Regions from separate parts of the Sus scrofa genome. Here region 2 is linked to region 1. The links are chromatin contacts, called in public promoter capture Hi-C maps. All regions are on one chromosome and are shown on one strand. The core of a region is the stretch at or near the end of the contact, and the rest is flanking DNA. Distances in the headings are between cores, read along the strand shown.

Evidence for each region. Promoter capture Hi-C pulls out the DNA fragments that hold promoters and counts their contacts.
Region 2: a promoter capture Hi-C map of fetal skeletal muscle shows a contact between it and region 1, with 5 times the contacts expected there. The contact joins the promoter of MAZ here to the promoter of FAM57B in region 1. A contact is called at or near these places in 3 of 5 promoter capture datasets (fetal liver, fetal skeletal muscle and liver), 2 of 47 Hi-C or Micro-C datasets (embryonic fibroblasts and skeletal muscle) and 2 of 2 datasets of contacts at active chromatin or transcription factors (alveolar macrophages and skeletal muscle).

The regions. Positions count from the first base shown.
Region 1 is chr3:18,228,713-18,233,558 of Sscrofa11.1, reverse strand. FAM57B (protein FAM57B) reads left to right here and starts at 2,143. Exons shown (of 7, transcript XM_021088005.1): 1 at 2,143-2,544; 2 at 2,547-2,643; 3 at 3,545-3,628. The coding sequence starts at 2,520. LOC110260082 reads left to right here. Exons shown (of 4, transcript XM_021088012.1): 4 at 1,899-2,086. The coding sequence ends at 2,003. LOC110260083 (a long non-coding RNA gene) reads right to left here. Exons shown (of 8, transcript XR_002342905.1): 3 at 3,293-3,604; 4 at 873-1,010.
Region 2 is chr3:18,040,202-18,044,965 of Sscrofa11.1, reverse strand. It overlaps MAZ (myc-associated zinc finger protein), which reads right to left and starts at 1,934. Exons shown (of 7, transcript XM_003354553.4): 1 at 1,892-1,934; 2 at 1,729-1,889; 3 at 799-1,655; 4 at 310-373; 5 at 1-31. The coding sequence starts at 1,919. It overlaps KIF22 (kinesin family member 22), which reads right to left. Exons shown (of 14, transcript NM_001243019.1): 11 at 4,529-4,596; 12 at 3,601-3,813; 13 at 3,462-3,521; 14 at 3,234-3,373. The coding sequence ends at 3,326.

The sequences.
Region 1 (4,846 bases), core at 894-3,393:
CTCCAATTCAGCCCCTGGGAACTTCCACCTGCCACGGGTGCAGCCCTAAAACAAACAAACAAACAAAAAAAAAAAAAACCCCAAAAAACCAAACAGTCAACAAAACCCTCTAAGCTTAAGTTTCTTGTCTATGAAACAAAGATACTACCATCTGGGAAGATTAAATAAGAGCGAACATAAACCACTTCACCCCAAGCCTAGCAGATAGAAAATACTCACGGAGTTCCCATTGTGGCGCAGCAGAAACAGATCTGACTAGTATCTATGAGGATTCAGGTTTGACTCTGGCCTCGCTCAGTGGGTCAGCAATCCAGCAATCCAGCAATCCAGTGAGCTCAGGTGTAGGTCACAGATGCCACTGGGATCCTGCGTTGCTGTGGCTGTAGCTCTGATTCGACCCTTAGCCTAGAAACTTCCATATGCCGCAGGTGAGGCCCTAAAAAGCAAAAAAAAAAAAAAAAAAGGGGGGAAATTGGGTGCCTTCTTCCCTTGAGTGAAGCCCTGAGATCAGGAAGCTAGGCCTGCTATTGTCTCTAGAAGTCTCCCTAACTCCTGCTGCCTAAGGCCAGGGACCTCTCAGGGTCTGTTCCCACAGTCCACCACTAGAGGGCAGCATACAACGCAAGTCCCAGCCCGCTGGGAAAGTGATGGCATGAGCTTTGGTCAGGCAAAGGCAAATTACAGGGTTGCTGTTGAACCCTATCTTCAGGCAGGCTTTGAAAGCAAAGATAGTCTGGGTAGTCGGACCTCACATCATGCAGAAGTCTACAGGGCAGTTGGGTGCAGGATGAGAAGGCCAGATTCCAGGGAGGCCGCGTGAGAGGGTGAGAAGCGGCGCAGAGGCCAAGTGTGGTTCTGGCTGGGCCTCTGACCTGCTGCAGGACCTTGGCCAAGTCACTGGGCCTCCTTTCCTTGCAGCTGGATGAGGGGCTTGAATCAGCCAATCCCCAGGGTCCTCTTCCAGGGGGAGAGGAAGTTGCAGAGGAAGGGGAGCCAGGGGCACAATAAACCTGAAGAAAAAGAATGACCAGGGTTTAGGGCAGGCTGGGAGAGGCCGGATAGCCTCAAGGACACGGGTACGGAAAGGGCCATCCTCAGCTTGAGGTGGGCTTTCAGGGAGGCAGAGCTTCCCACTCTCTTTAACCCCTGCCGCCCAGGATGAGAGGGTTCTTGCATCTTCGCAACTCTGAGAACTTGGGGCCACTGAAGGCCTGGGGACACTTTTTGACCTGTAAAAAGTGCCATTCCCTCAGTACTGTTACAAGAGTTAGAGAAGCTCGTAGGACTGACTTGCAGCCAGGGCAGGACCTACAGGCACCTCATGTATACCTCAGAGTTCCCCTCTCTCCCATCGGGGTGAAGGACCTAGGGATCTCTGAGCCCTAAGGACATGCATCCTTCAGAGACACCGGGAGGTACCAGTTTCCCCTGCTCCCTCCTCCAGGGCATCCTCTTTCTACCAGAGAGGCCACCCTCAGCTGGAAGCACACAGGCCCCCGAGGGACATGTGTTGGGAGGCCTTGGCAGAGGAAGAAATGCCAAGTGCTGGGTCAGTCCCCTCCCGGGCTCCCAACAGCCACCTCCATCCCCAAGTGAAAGAGCTGACTCTCCCCTGACCCTTGTCCTCAGCAGCCCCCTGTGCCGCAGCGGCTGTCTCTTTAAGGGCCTCCCCCTCCCTCTTTCTCCGTTCCCCCCCATCTCTGTCGCAGCCGCTGCCGCCGCTGCCGTGGCTCAGAGCTGCATGGGGAGACGCCGCTGCAGGTCCCGGTCCTCGGTGTCTGGTCGGTGCCATCATTTCCCTCCCCCTCCCCCGCCCTCCCCCAGCTGGTGACGTCCCCTCCCCCTCCCCCCAGAGGGGGCAGGGGCTGGGCACGAACTCTCTATAATGCCCTGTGCAGCCTCCGGGGCCCTCTGGACCGGGCGGCGGCGGCGGCGGCGGCGGCGGCGGCGGCAGCGGGAACTGTGGCGGCAGCGAGAGGCGGGAGAGCAGTGCTGACCGCTGACCACTGGCCCCGCCGCTCCTCTGTCTCCCTTCCCTCCCGCCCTCCCTTTCAGAGCGGGCACCACAGTCCCACCCCCCACCCCGCCTCCCCGGGCCCTCCCCGCCACTCCGCGTAACCCCCCCAACCTGCCGCTCTCCCTCCCCTCCCCATCCGCATCCTCCTCCTCCTCCTCCTCCTCCTGTACCCTCTCCCTCTGTCCTCTCACCAAGTCCTTCCCTCCTCATCTCTCTCCCAACCCTCTGACTGGCTTTCTCGGGCTCCCTTTCTCGGATTCCCCCCCCTCCCCAGTCTCTCCCCGTGTCCCCAGTCTCATCTAACTCCCTTTTGCTCGCCTGTCCTTCGGTCTGACTCCCCAGCCCCATCCCGTCCCCGCCCTGTCCCCTTTGTGCCCCTTTCTCTCTCTCTCTCCTTGCCTGGCCTGGCATCCTTCTCCACCCCTAACTCCCTTCAGCTCGGCCTCCCTGTCCCTTCGCGGCCACTCGCTCGCTCGTCTCCCTGCCGGAGGCCCGAGCCACCATGCTGACCCCCATGGTGGCTGGGGGGTGGTGTTCCCCGGACTCTTCCTCCTCTCCAAGAACACGCTCCAGCGGCTGCCCCAGCTGCGCTGGGAGGAGGCCGACGCGGTCATTGTCTCCGCCAGGTAAACTGCGTCCCTTCCCCTCCACCCCTCTCCCCTTTCCAGGCTTTTTGGGGATGGAGGGGACCCCAGCACGTCTGTGGATCCTTGGCCTGGTGGGGTCTGGGGGCTCCCGGAGTGGTCGGTGGGCTCTACCTCCCAGCTTCCTTCTCTCCTCGCTGCCTTACTCACTGCCGTCCCAGGAGACCTCATCCAAACCCAGCCATCTGGTCTACTAGTGTTCAGACTGCTCTTCTTCCCTTTCCCATTCACCCTCCCACCCTCCAAAACAGGGCCAGCAAGTGCCTCCAACATTCCCATAGGATGTTAGGGAGCCAGACAAGGGGCAGAGAGAGTCGAGCAGTATTCAAGGCATGTGTTTGGGGCAAAGAGGGACAGAGGAGTGAACAGTGGAACGAACTCCGCACAGCCCTGGCATAGGGGCCGGAGGTGGGGAGGGGAGCGTGGGGCAGGCAAGCGGAGAGCGGGAAAGTGGCCAGGGGCAACTGGGGACATCCCAGGAGCCCGTGGATGACCGGCATGATGACTGGGCAGCTGCGTGATGCAAGAACAGGCCCGGGGCTTTCCTGTGCCATGCTCTGCTGTGCCCCCCACCTCACCCCTCCCCGGGAGGGGCTTTGTCATCAGCCACCCATTCTCAGCATCGTCTCACCTCAAGATGACCTCCCTGGTGTCCTCCTGAGGGGACGGCGACTCAGGGTCCGCAGTTGAGGGGAGGAAGATGGCAGAGAAAGGGGTGAACCCAGGAGCTCACTGCTGTCTGAATGGGGCTGAGCCCCGGGCAAGGCAGCCTTGGGGAAAGATGGGCAGGGAGTGACCCGAGAAGCACAGTAACTGGACAATCAAGAGGAGAAGCCAAGGGGCGCCTCTTCTCCCCAACCGACGGCTCCCTCTTCCTCCCTAGGCTCGTGTCCTCCGTCCAAGCCGTCATGGCCTCCACAGCTGGCTACATTGTTTCCACCTCCTGCAAGCACATCATTGATGACCAGTAAGTGCCATGAGGCCACCTTGGCCCCCGTTCCAGCAGCCTTGTGTGTAGGTGTGATCCCTCAGTACCCCAGGCCATTTGGAGACTCCTGCAGTGGTCCCAAGCCCTGCACTTGGCCTGAGCAAGTTAACTGCAGTAGCTGCAACTCAACACCCAGGGATAAATTTATCCACATCCTGTCCTTAAAGGTCAGAACCAGGAGGAGAAGGAGTGGGAGCAGAAAGGATTCTGAAAGCGGCTCCCAGGTTTCCCAGACTCTTGCATCACAGTAGGTTCTTTTTGAATGTCGTTTCCTCCCCTATGTCCTCCCACTCTGATCTCTTGGACCCCATTTCCAACCAGCACCCAACTGGGGTGCTTCCCTACTTGGGCTGGGTTCACCCCTCACCTCTTCCCAGAATCCAGGTGTCCAGCCCCAGCTCCATGCACAAGACAGAGAGATGACGCAAGCAAGGCCACTAAGAGTGAGGCAGTGGGGTTGGGGTGTTGGGGGGTGAAGAGGCCAAAATTTGGCACTGGGAGCTGCTGCAGTGCCTGGTGCCTGCCAACGAAGCCCAGGCCTGAGAGGTCCAGGTCGGGCAGGAGGAGGGAGGCGAGGGGGGCCCTGTCCATGGTGCTGACGGGCTAGCTCTCGGTTGGCCCACAGGCTGATGCAGAGTTGCCAAGGGTGCTGATACCCTCCGATTAACTTCTAGTCCTGCTTCCCTTCTCTGACAGCTGCTGAGCTCCAGGGACAGTGTCTGGATGCCCCTCCCCTAGAGGCGTCCCCTCTCTCTCCAGATGAGTTCCCTTATCTGTGGAGTGAGGTCCATCTCCATCAGAAAGGGCTACTGTGAGGAAGAGTTGACTTGTGTGTCTCAAACGCCTAGAGCACTTCTGGCCACACGTAGTGGATGCTAAACCCTATCTTCAGATCCCACCCTGGGGACCTGGCTTCCTCCTGCCCTCTCCCTCCCGGCTGAGCCAAGGTCCAAGATGAGCCTGGATCGCCACACGTCTCCTCCTCTCACCTTCTTACAGAGGTCACCTTCCAGCCCCTGCATTTTCACTGCCCCCCCCCCGTCTGTTCTTGTTCTTCGACTCTTAATCCTCAGGTGGGTGGGAAGGATCAGGGTTAATCCAGGGGCAACAGCTGTTCCTACCTCTGAGCACCTAATTGCTGAGAGGATGGGGATGGTTTTAACCCTTCAGGCTGCTGCCCAGGGCCTGGAAGTCTTG
Region 2 (4,764 bases), core at 685-3,184, 190 kb after region 1:
GATCCTTCGTAGCAAAAGCTGCCTCACATTTCTGGGGAGGGGGGAGGGGCGTGGGGGGTGTCAGGAGAGTTAAAGCTTTGGGGAGTGGGGAGAGGGGGGCAAGAGGTTAAAGGAATCAGAGCCTTGGGGACCTTTGATCTGTAGGAAATGGGAGTGAGATGACCAGGCCTTGAAGAAGGGATGAGAAAATGGAGTGAAAAAGCAAAAAGAAGAGAGAGAAAAAGGGGGTCTGAGAGGCTGAACTCAGACAACTACAATGAGGATCAAAATCATGAAAACCAGGACGGGGGTGGGGGGCGGGCTTCCTACCTCACATTTGAAGGGCCGTTCTGTTGAGTGCACTTGTCTGACGTGACTGTTGAGGTGATCCGGCCTGGGGATACGTGGGGGCTGGGGTTAGGGGTCTTGAGTGTGGAGGTGCCCCCCCACCCCGTCTGCCTAACTTGTTAGTACATCAGGCCTCTCCGTAGGTCCCTGCAATGCCTCTCAAGCCCAGGGCTTCAGAGTCCCGGGCAGGCAGGCAGGAGATCCCTCCTCTCGCGCGCGCAGGGCTGCCTGGTCCTCCTCCCACGCGAAGCTCTCCTACAACCCAAGGACCCACCTCCTCTGCTAAGTACCACCCCCTGCTCCCTGGTAACCAGGAGAGGCTTTTCTCCCTCCTCCCAGGGAGTGGCTCCCTGTCCTCCTCCTCGGAAGCCACCCTCCCTCCCAACCAGCCAAGGCCAGGCCACCTCCATCGCAGGCCGGCCCTCCCTCCCCACCCGCCCGCCCAGTGGGCGGCCGAGGCCCTGTGCACACCGGGAGAAGCTCTTGCCACAGTGGGAGCAGTTGTAGGGCTTGTGCACAGCGCCGTCATGTGAGCGCACGTGGTAGCTCATGCGGTCCTTGCGCTTGAAGCGCTGCTGGCACACCGGGCACTGGTAGGGCTTCTCGTCCGAGTGCGACAGCTTGTGTCGGTTCAGGTGGTAGACGTCGCGGAAGGCCTTGCCGCACATCTCGCAGGCGTGGTTCTTCCGGATGCGCTTTCCCGAGGCGGTCGTGGTGACCACGCCGCCGGCGGCCACTGCGGCCGCTCCGCCGCCGGCACCAGCTTCTCCCCCTCCCCCGCCTGCCCCGCTCAACTGGGGCACGCTCAGGAGGCTCAGGGGCACCATGGTGGGCATCTTCATAGCACCCGAGGGGACCCGGCCGGCTTTGGCTCCCGTGTGGATGGCCTCGTGCCTCCGGAGGTTGTAGCCGTTCTTGAACTCCTTAGCGCACAGAGCACAGATGTAGGGCCCCTTGCTCTTTGTCTTCTTCTCCAAGGCAGATGCAACCGGGGCCACGGCGACCGTCGAGGTTGGGGCTACGACGGCGGTGGCCGCGGCTGCGGCGATGGTGGCGGCAGAGACAGGGGGCGCGGCCTCCGCGGCGGGCGCCGACACTGGCGGGGGCGGCGGAGGGGGCGCCGGGGGCTGCTTCAGAGCCGCTGTGTCCACAGTGGAGGCGGCGGCCGGGGCCGGGGGCGCAGCAGCAACGGCGGCGGCGGCGGCGGCGGCAGCAGCGGCGGCCGCGGCCGCGGCGGACTCCTGGGCGGCGGCGAGAACCGGGAGCAAGTCCACCTGGAGGGGCTCGGCCGCCGGGGCCTGGGGCGTGGGTGGGGGCGCCGGCGCGGCCTGCGAAGACAAGGCGCCGTGTGGGCCGCGGCCGCGAGTCGGCGCCCTCCCGGCCCGGCCGGCCCCTACTCACCTGGAATGGACTCTGGGCGCAGCCCTGGGAGGCAAAGAAGCGGGACTGGAGCTCAGCCCCGACCTGCAGGGGGTTCTGGGCGTGACCCTGAGGTGGCGGGAAGGAGTTCATGAGGCCGCCCACCCCCCGGGAGTCCAGGCCCAGCACGGGGAAGGGGGGGCCAGCAGCGTGCAAGGGAACACGGGGAACATGGCCTCGGCCACGGCGGGGCCCCCGGGGCTCAGCGGGGGCCGGGGGCGCGGGCCGCGCGGGGCCCGGGCTCGGGGCGCCGCCCCCGGCCGGCCGGGCTGGGCCGCGCCGAACGCATGGCCCGCGGGCCGCCCCGCCGCCCGCGCACCCCGGCCGGCGGGAGGGAGGGAAGGAGGGCGCCTGGCGGGCCGCGGAACGCGGCGGCGACGGCGGCGGCGACGCCCCCTGGGTGGGGGCGGGAGGCCCCGCGGGGCCGGGGGCCGGGGGCGGGGGCCCGGGCGGCGGCGGCGGCGGCGGCGGTTGGAGCCTGGCGGGGCGGGGTGGGGGGAGCGAGGGAGCAGCCTCGGCCCCGCCGCGCGCGCGCCCAGCCGGCGCCTCGGGGAGGGCGGGGGAGGGCGCGAGGGAGGGAGGGGGACAGCTGCGCGCGCACCGGGCGCGCGGAGGGGGGGGTGGGACGGGAGGGAGGGCGGGCGGGAGGGGTGTGGGAAGGGGGGTGGGGGCGGGGGGAGGGGGTTGTTACCTGGAAGATGAAGCTGCTCCAGTTGCCGGGATCCATGGCGGAGGGAGGGAGGGAGGTGGCTCGCGCTCACCCTGGGGCGGGAGGAGGAGGAGGCGGCGGTGGGGGAGGGGGAACCCGGGGAGGAGGCGCGCGGGGCGGGCGGGAGGGGGGAGGAGGAGGAGGGTGGGGGAGCGGAGCACACTGCGCGCGGGGAGGGCGGGCGGGGGGCGCGAGGACACACAAGAGGCTGGAGCGGGCGCGAGCGCGAGCGCGCGCGAGGCCAGCGGGAGGGGGAAGGTACGAGAGGGACTCTGGCGGGAGGAGGGACGGGGGAGCCACCCGGCAGCCGGAGTCGCCCCAAGCGCGAGACCCCTGAGACGGCCGCTGATTGGCTGACGATGGCGCAGGTGGTGGGCGCGCGGGAGACGGGGCGGCTTCTCTTCCCCCCCTCAAAGATTCCACCCCCCTTCTCCCTCCGCCAGCGGCCGTTATTTCGCGCGCACGCGCGCAAACTCGCCGTCGTTGCCGAGCGGGAGAATAGGGGAGCGCGCGCCAGGGGTACGAACGGGGCGGGGTCAATCGCTAAGCGCGCGCCCGCCTAACGGTCGTCGTCCTCGGGTTTTCGCGGGAGCTTTTTGTTTCCTCTCGGCCACCGTCCTTTCTGCCTCCTCTCTCCAGCGGTTTATTTACAATCCTGCGCTGCTTCGTGTTTTCCCAAAGATGGCGCCCAAAGAAGTTAGCCCGCGGCGCCTGTGGCCCGGCCCAAAGGCAGTGATACCCGGGCCCCACCCCCGCAGCCCCAAGAATCAGGCTGAAGCAAAGGAATGACAACTGTATTTACACGAAAGTGGGTTACACAAGGATTTAAAAAAAAAAAAAAAAAAGCAAAGTGAAGAGGGGAGCTGGCAGTCAGGAGGGGCCGCAGCGCTGGCCCGCGGCGAGACCCAGGATGTTCGCCTGCAACACAGGAGGGGAGGGGAGAGCAGCAGCGTCAGGGCCGAGACGGGCACAGGCCAGGGGAGGAAGGGCTCAGCCGTGAGCTCACCTTCAGGAACGACTCCATCTGTTTGCTGGAGATGCCCTCCACGCGTTCCAGGTCCTCCACCTGGCAGGACAGCCGTGATGGAGAAGGGGCCGAGGGAGTGCCAGGCTCCTCCCACCCCCACTCCCCCCTGGGCCATTACCTGGCTGAAGGGGCCATGGAGCTCCCTCCAGCCCACGATGAGCTGGGCCTTCTTTTGGCCAATGCGCTGCAGGCTGCGTAGATCCCGGGCTGAGCCTTCATTCAGCAGATCTAATATTTTTTGGCGCCCATGGGCCAGTAGCTCCGGGCTGATCTGTAGCTCCCAGCAATCCTCAGCCTTCTCCTCGGGCTCTGAGGCATCCAGGGACTCCAGCTATTAGGCAGGAGGTGAGTGACAACAGAGTGCTGTTCAGCCTGCAGCGGTAAACTGCTTTGGACTCTGCAAGGATAGAAGCCTAACAGCAGCTACCTCCCCGCCCTCCCCAGCCTCTCTTTCCCTCCTGTTCAGTTGCCATTCCCCGAACCCTTCCCTCTGGCCACTCTCTGGGCTGATTCTCATTTTATCCAACTTGTGAAAGAGTTGCTGTGATGATCAGATGAGTTCATGAATGTAAAATACATAGCAAGCTCTTAAATCTGGGCCTTCATCTCTAAAAAGAATAAGCACATAGAAGGTGCTCAAGAAATGATAACCCCCCAGTGTCACCCCAGTTTTTAGGTAGGTCTTCCAGTGTTTAGGCTCTTTCCCTAAGTGGGCTCTGCAGTTTGTAGAGGGCAAGACCCAGGCTACACACTGTACCTAGTAAGTAGCTATCAACTGACGGTGAGGGACACCAGGAAGAAAGGTAACAAGTGAGGGACACCCATCCTGCTAGATAAACTCATCTCACTGCATTTCATCTGAAATGCCCTGTGAGGCATGCTGCATCCAGAGGGGAAGCGACTTGGAAGAGCTGTAAACAGCTGACAAGGGTTCAAACAGACCAAGTAACCCTCTGGCCAGCCCTCTTCCCACCGAAGCTCACCACCTGTTACTTCCCCTGGGATCTATGTAGGTGTATGTAGCCTAAGGCTTCAGCTACTCTCACCTTTCTCTTCCGGCCTTTCTTCTTCAAGATGTGGATCTCAGCATTTGGGGATGCTGCCTGCTCCTGAACTGAAAGCAAGAATTGTGAACTGGAGTCACGGCCGAGGCTACTTTTTGGCCCCCTGGTAGCCATTTGGTTCTTCGATTTCTGATTCCCCAAGTCACCTCAACCCCAGTTAACTCTCTTTTGTTGGGTTGTTTTTTTTGCCACACATGGCATGTGGAGGTTCCTGGGCC